Linked DNA regions of Mus musculus: region 1 is linked to region 2. Evidence: chromatin contacts called from public promoter capture Hi-C data. All regions are on one chromosome and are shown on one strand. The core of a region is the stretch at or near the end of the contact, and the rest is flanking DNA. Distances in the headings are between cores, read along the strand shown. Region 1 holds the start of Gatb (glutamyl-tRNA(Gln) amidotransferase, subunit B). Region 2 holds the start of Pdcd10 (programmed cell death 10).

Region 1 (3,069 bases), core at 366-2,865, about 10 Mb after region 2:
GCCCCATTTTGGCCCTGGTTTGGGCCTTGAGGACAAACTCGAATCTGGCTCGAGTTTCTGCGGCCTTGTGGGAGAGCCTAAGCCTGGCTCAAGTTTTGAGACCTGTCTCAGTCACTTCCATATTGGGGTGACTCAGCAAGACCTGTTTGGCCCTGCCTCTGCCCTGTCGTTGCTGATGTAGAGCTTTGCCATTGACCCTGTCAGTCACTACGCCATCTTACCCCACCAAAACCCGCCTCCCTATGTTCCAAACTTATATAAGCAAGAGGCTGACTCCATAAAGTTGAGTTCCTGCTTCAACAAGACTCCCAACTCTGTGTGTTTCTTTTGGGCCGTTGACACTCGCCATCCTGCTCAGCCCTGGAGAGACCCCAGAGGGACAGGGACCTCTCTCCTCTGTCCTGGACCTGTCAGCAAGGAGCAGGTACAGAACCTCCAACTCTCGATCAGGTCCCTCAATCTCACCTTGCACATCTCCCAGAAACATATGTTTTACTTTACCCTTCACCACTACCCCAATCTGTTATTGCGTTTCTAAAGAACATACCCTCTCAACAGCCCCCATTTGTCAAATACATTCACTGCACTGTACTACTTCATATATTCTTGAGGCGCCTACTCTGTACTCTGGAAATACTATGGTAAATACCAGACAAGGATCCATTGAAATCAAAGATAGCTGTTAAGACTATGTTGACAATTAAAATCAGGCAATGAAAGTAAGAACTATTGTAGACTAAGTTTTCAAATAAAAAAAAAAATCACCTGGAATTTCAACAAGGGATATGAAAGGCTCTGCTTGGTTTTGCCTTCCTGAGGGTGGGACCTAGCATCTCTACATGGTAGGCAAATGCTGTACCACTGAGGGATATGCCCAGTCCAAGATGAGTTCTGAAGTCAAACAACAAAAGAAATCCATTGAGGTGATGTCTTTTTTTCTATCAAAGCTTTCTAACACAAGAAATTGTTTCAGATGTTGGCTAAGAAAAATAGTAAGTAAAAAGCACATAAAAGTTTAAAAATTTTTTTCGGACATGAAAACAATTTTTAAAACGTTTTTCTGTATGGTTCCTCTCCCTAAAATGTCAATTCTTTAAAATATAACATCCCCAAAGTCTTTCTTTCTAGCATATCAATGCTGCCTTATTATTGAACTAGGTATATATAGCAGGCATGCAAATAAGTATCAGTTGAAATAATGCACAAATTTGTGTGCGAGGTGTGCGAGCAAGACAGAAAAAATAAAAGCGTTGGAGGGTCCAGGAAGCCTTTGTGGTAATGTTAGGGTCATTTGTTTCAACTCACGGGCTTAAGCTGAGTATAAAATCCTTGGTGAGGCTTCCTTGCTTGGCGCTCCCTCAAAGAGCTGTCAAAGTACACACAAGCTCTACCGCCACAAAGCTCTCCAACTCCCCGCTAGGAGGAGTCACACAGGACCCACCAACCTTCCCACTTCTTTGGTTCCGCCCCTCCCTAACAAAGTTCCGGCAGCCTTTGAATTGGGTTGCTGGGAACAGTAGTCTTCCGGTCAAGAGCTACACGGGTTGTGGCGCATTGCCAGAACTACGCTTCCCAGGGAGCCTCGCGGCAGAGGGAGGGTGGGTCACCTGACCGGGACTTCGGCGACGCTATGGCGGCGCCCATGCTGCGCTTGGGTTTCCCTGGAAGACGCTGGGCTTTAACATGGCTAGATGGCGGTTCCCGCCACCGAAGTGGCTCTCAGACTGGGCCCACATCCAACTGGGCTAGGAGACAGAGTTCAGTGGCTCAGCCTTCCCTCCACACGGCTCAGAAGCCGAGGAAAGGGTATATCTTCTTCGTACTTTTGCCTGTCTCGTGGAAGTGCAGAACGAAGATAATGGCCCCGGCAGCCCAGCCTGAGGGTTTTAGTGTGCTGGAGGGTGGTCACCTGTGTTATGGGCAACTGAACCTAAATGAAAACACAAAACCAGGCCTGCCACCTTCAGCCTCACACTTAAAACTTCTGTCTTAAAGTAGGCATATTTGGACAACGTGCGAATGTAAAATAGCGTTTCCTCCAGTCGTCTTCTCAGACAGAAGACTGGAATACTTTGCCCTACTAACTCGTGTGGGGTCTGCGACACTAGACTCTGGCTCGTATGTAGCGGGCATTTGGCGTCACTACAGGCTAGCAATAATTTAAAGACAGAAAATAGCCGTTGTACAAAGCCCCAGATAGGAGAGGTCTTATTAGTCAGAAAGCACTAGCTATCTGTGGTTTTATTGTGGGCATATTTGTCTAGACCCCAGGAGGATGTTAGTCGACTGACGAAATCTTTCCCCGATTATATAAAGAATTGCTTATGTTGTACAGCAGTTAGTTGCTTCCGTGTACATGATTTAAAGCTTCTTTTAAAATACAGCAACAAGGCAATTTTTAAAAAAGTTTTGTTTTGTTGAGGTTGGCATTCTTTTTAGCATTTCAGTGAAGAAGAGAAGAAAAATGTCCAAAATCATCACCTTTCTATTCTCTTCATAAACTAGACTATTTTCTTTCCACGAAATGAAACTGCAGAAATACTTCGATTAGCAATTAGAACATGCAGAATTTCTGAATTTCTTAGTTTATTTCCTCTCTCTTGAAAGCTTTATTATCAAATTTTAGAAAGAAGGAATTAATCTTTTCTCATTCCTTCATCTGTTGAACTGCTTAAAACAAAACTGAATGCACATGAATTAAAATCTGACTAATATAGAAAATGTCTAGGGAGAAGTGAAGACTAGGAACATACATAGGAATAGAGAATTTAATTCCCCAAAGAGAGTGGAGTACTGGCTCACCAGAGTAGGGCTGTTCAGATAAGAGACAGTATATCACTGTAAGCATTTACAAAGATTTGCTAGCAGTGAAGTATGAACAAATGAAAAAAATTTAAGTTTAGATCTCAAGAACTGGATGGGACTTGGTGGATGAAAACAAAGTTTCCTCTAATGGTTTTCTGTTCTTTTTCACGGGTTTTAAGGAATACCATATTGTGGTAGTCTATGGTATCTGATCCTGCTTCTGTAGCTACAAGCTCTTAACAATGAACTCAAAATATGGGCGAT
Region 2 (3,198 bases), core at 342-2,841:
TTTAAAAGTCCCCTTCAAACAAGACCATTTTGACTGGTTCTTCTGATCCCAGAAACAGCTTTGCATTAAAAAAAAATTAATATTAATCATGGCAAGCAAAGCACATTCAATATATAGCATATATACTTACAGTACATACTATGTATTTATATTTTAATTTACATAGTAAGCCTGCAGTTCTTTCCATTCAATATAGAAGCATCATTTTTATCATTCATTAACATTAAATAAGAATGAATTAAAACTCACTGATGATGCCAAGAAAAGAAAATATACAAGTGTATGTTTTACTGTCTACACATGGAGTGAAGAAAATGAGAGAAAAGTAAAAACCTGACCCCCCCCCCCAAAGGGTCACTTCTTGTAATGAACATGGTACAATTTCTCCAAGATTCTGCACTTAATTTTCACTTAATGAAAGCATGAATATCTGTAAAGTAAGTTCTGTGAAAGTTTCACCCATAGTTTTTGAAAATGGTAAGAAAATAGAAATGAAAAGGACTATTCTCTTAATGGCAACACTGAGCTATTCCTAAATATTATCTATCCTTTAAAAATGGCGTGTGGAAAGTGAGTGTTATCATTCAGTAGACCCCAGAAAAAGGGGTAAAGATCTAAGCTAAAGCGATCCTTCCTGTTTTACAGAACATTAGAGAGGATGCTTTGGCAAAGCTTCCACTCCACGTCAACAAACCAACTCTCTGCACCTCACAACCGTTTCTGACAAACAGGCACACTACTTTGCAACTTCTTCTATCTGCTTCCAGTACTACCACCCACCTCCCCACTCTTTCTTCCTAAGCCGACAACTCTGGTCAGAAACTGGACTTTCGGAGGACTAGACTCTGAAGATCTGTGTGACCTTGGGCACGTCATTTGCTTCTACAGTAGTCTCATTAGCATCCCAAAGTGAAAGCGCTTCGAGGGCACTTGAGAAGTATACATCCATCTGACGTATTGGAGTCAAGAGGCACAAACCTTCCGAGTTAAGAATCACCTCCTCAGAGAGGAAATTGGAACTGAGTCGGAACTGTCAACACTGTCTCTCTTCTTCCCTCAAAGGGCATAACCCCAGCCACACCGGGAGGCGACTCCCGGGCACCCACGCTCCCTCCAGGCCTAGCCAAGCTTTAGCCTCACCTGCCCGGGACCTCACCCCACCACATCCGCCCCCTCGGTCAGTGGAGACCCGGGAGGCCGACCTCACCCTTCCCCTCCACCCAAACCCACAGCGGACTTCCTGGAGGCGCCGGGCCGGGCTGGGCAGGAGGCATTTACAAACCCAGCTTTCCGCAGCTCGCGTAGAGACCTCGCTGACGCCCACAAGGCCCGGCTCCCCACCCGTCCGCCCCGCCGGCCAGAGCCTAGCCTCAGCACCTCCGCCTCGGTCCCCGCCTGACCCCAGGCCGCTCTGGCTGCCCACGGAGCCGTGCGGACCCGAACCGAGAAACCTCGCCTTACCGGCAACTGAGGCACGGACTTCACTTCCCACCTTTGGAGCCCTCTTCAACTCCCGGATCAATTCACTCCGGCGACGCCGGAAGGACCCGAAAGGAACCAGGCGTTGTCCGGAATCCTGCCCAGCAGGAGTCGCGCAAGGCCCGATGGGGATTTGTAGTTCCGCCCTCCATTTCCGTTAGCACTTCCTGCAATAGTAAGACTACATTTCCCAGAAGGCTGTGCGAGAACGCCTTAGGCAATAGGTGGGGACACTTCTAGCAAATCAGAAGAGAGTTCCCTGTCTTTGAGGGAGGGGAGGAGATGAAGAGAGAGCGCGCCCAGAAACGAGGGAGGGCGGGGCCGAGTCTCACCTGCACCAATCAGAATGAGAAGATAGCCCACAACGCCACGCCCACCGATGGGAGGTGCCCTCGGATGGGTGTAAAGAAAAGGGCGGGGGGCCAGAGGTAGCAAGCGACAGGAGGCTGGGCTGAGTCCATGGGTAGGCGGGGAGGAAGGCTCTAGGGGCTAGACCGGTGGGCTCCGCCTACTCCGAAGCAACAGTACCCCCATACCCCCAAAGGACAGCCCACTCCCGTGTTCACTGGACCAGCCGGCTAAAAGAGCTAAGCAGGACCTGAGGAAGGGCCAGGTGCGATGCCAGAGGGGAGAAAGTCCGAAATGAAGGGGTCAGAGCACCAGGAACTAAGAGACCTCGGGTACCGCTCTGCGCCTAGGCTGCGCAGATGGCAGTGGGAGGAGCCGCAGCCCGAGCTTCGGCCAATTAGAGGCGGGGAAGGCGGAGCTTGAATCTCAGAAGAAGCTTCAGCTCAGCCTAGTCTGTAGTTTCCCTGGAGAGAGGCAAGAGCAGCATCCGGAGCAGTCTCAGCCTGCCCAGCATCCTCTCCAGCATCCCGAGCGGGGATTGCAGGTGTGAAGGAGGTAAGCGTGGGCGCCACTTGCGGGCTACAGCACAGCAACCTGGGGAGGAAGGCATCTGACAATAGGAACGCCTGGATACTGGAGGAAAGAGTGCTATGTTGACTTAGGATCGCGGTGCAAACCTTTTCAGTACAATTACGTACAATTACAGACTTTGGTAGAGAGAGAGAAAAAAAACAAAAAACAAAAGGTAACTCTGCCTGGGATATTAAGGGCGTGGTTAAGGATTTTGTTTTGAGTTGCACCATTAAAACTGGTCTGGGAGATCACAAGATTGAAGAAAGCCCTGCTAATTGAGTACCAGGTGGATGGTGTCAAGCTAGATGCGTAGCTGTTAAAAAGGCAAAATTGGCATTGATAGAGAACCACTTTGTAACTGTTTCACTAAGAAAATAACTTTGTCCTCTTCAGTGCCTGACGCTTGTGTTAGTTTATCAGATTGTCCTGCCACGGACAGTCTATCCAAGATAACCGGTTGTATTGCAGGGTCTTTGGATTGCAAAAGATATGGGTTAAAGAAGCAAATAATAAGATAGGATGGGTTCCGGCTAAACCTATCCTAAGTATAACTTTTACCAGCATTAATGAGAAAATAAATTGAAATGGGTGGGTATTTGGCTTTTCCTTCCTGCTGGCGCTGGAATATTGAAACAAAGACCTGGGTTTAGCCTACAACGGGAACATATGGTGTACTTCCTCGCTGCTTCTTATTCTCTCATTTGTGTCCGGTAACGTTTGTTCGTGTTTTAAAAACAGGAGTACAAGGGAACTGTGTGGAGGAGCTTTCCTCTATTGAAGAGAGTATGTGTAAAATGA

The links. Promoter capture Hi-C pulls out the DNA fragments that hold promoters and counts their contacts.
Region 1: a contact with region 2 is called in a promoter capture Hi-C map of liver, with 10 times the contacts expected there. The contact joins the promoter of Gatb here to the promoter of Pdcd10 in region 2. A contact is called at or near these places in 3 of 39 promoter capture datasets (liver and pre-B cells), 1 of 484 Hi-C or Micro-C datasets (uterus) and 2 of 9 other capture datasets (adipose tissue and liver).

The regions. Positions count from the first base shown.
Region 1 is chr3:85,572,514-85,575,582 of GRCm38.p6, forward strand. It overlaps Gatb (glutamyl-tRNA(Gln) amidotransferase, subunit B), which reads left to right and starts at 1,616. Exons shown (of 13, transcript NM_144896.4): 1 at 1,616-1,806. The coding sequence starts at 1,631. It also overlaps Gm3740.
Region 2 is chr3:75,555,261-75,558,458 of GRCm38.p6, forward strand. Pdcd10 (programmed cell death 10) reads right to left here and starts at 1,592. Exons shown (of 8, transcript NM_019745.4): 1 at 1,462-1,592. It overlaps Serpini1 (serine (or cysteine) peptidase inhibitor, clade I, member 1), which reads left to right and starts at 2,233. Exons shown (of 9, transcript NM_009250.3): 1 at 2,233-2,382.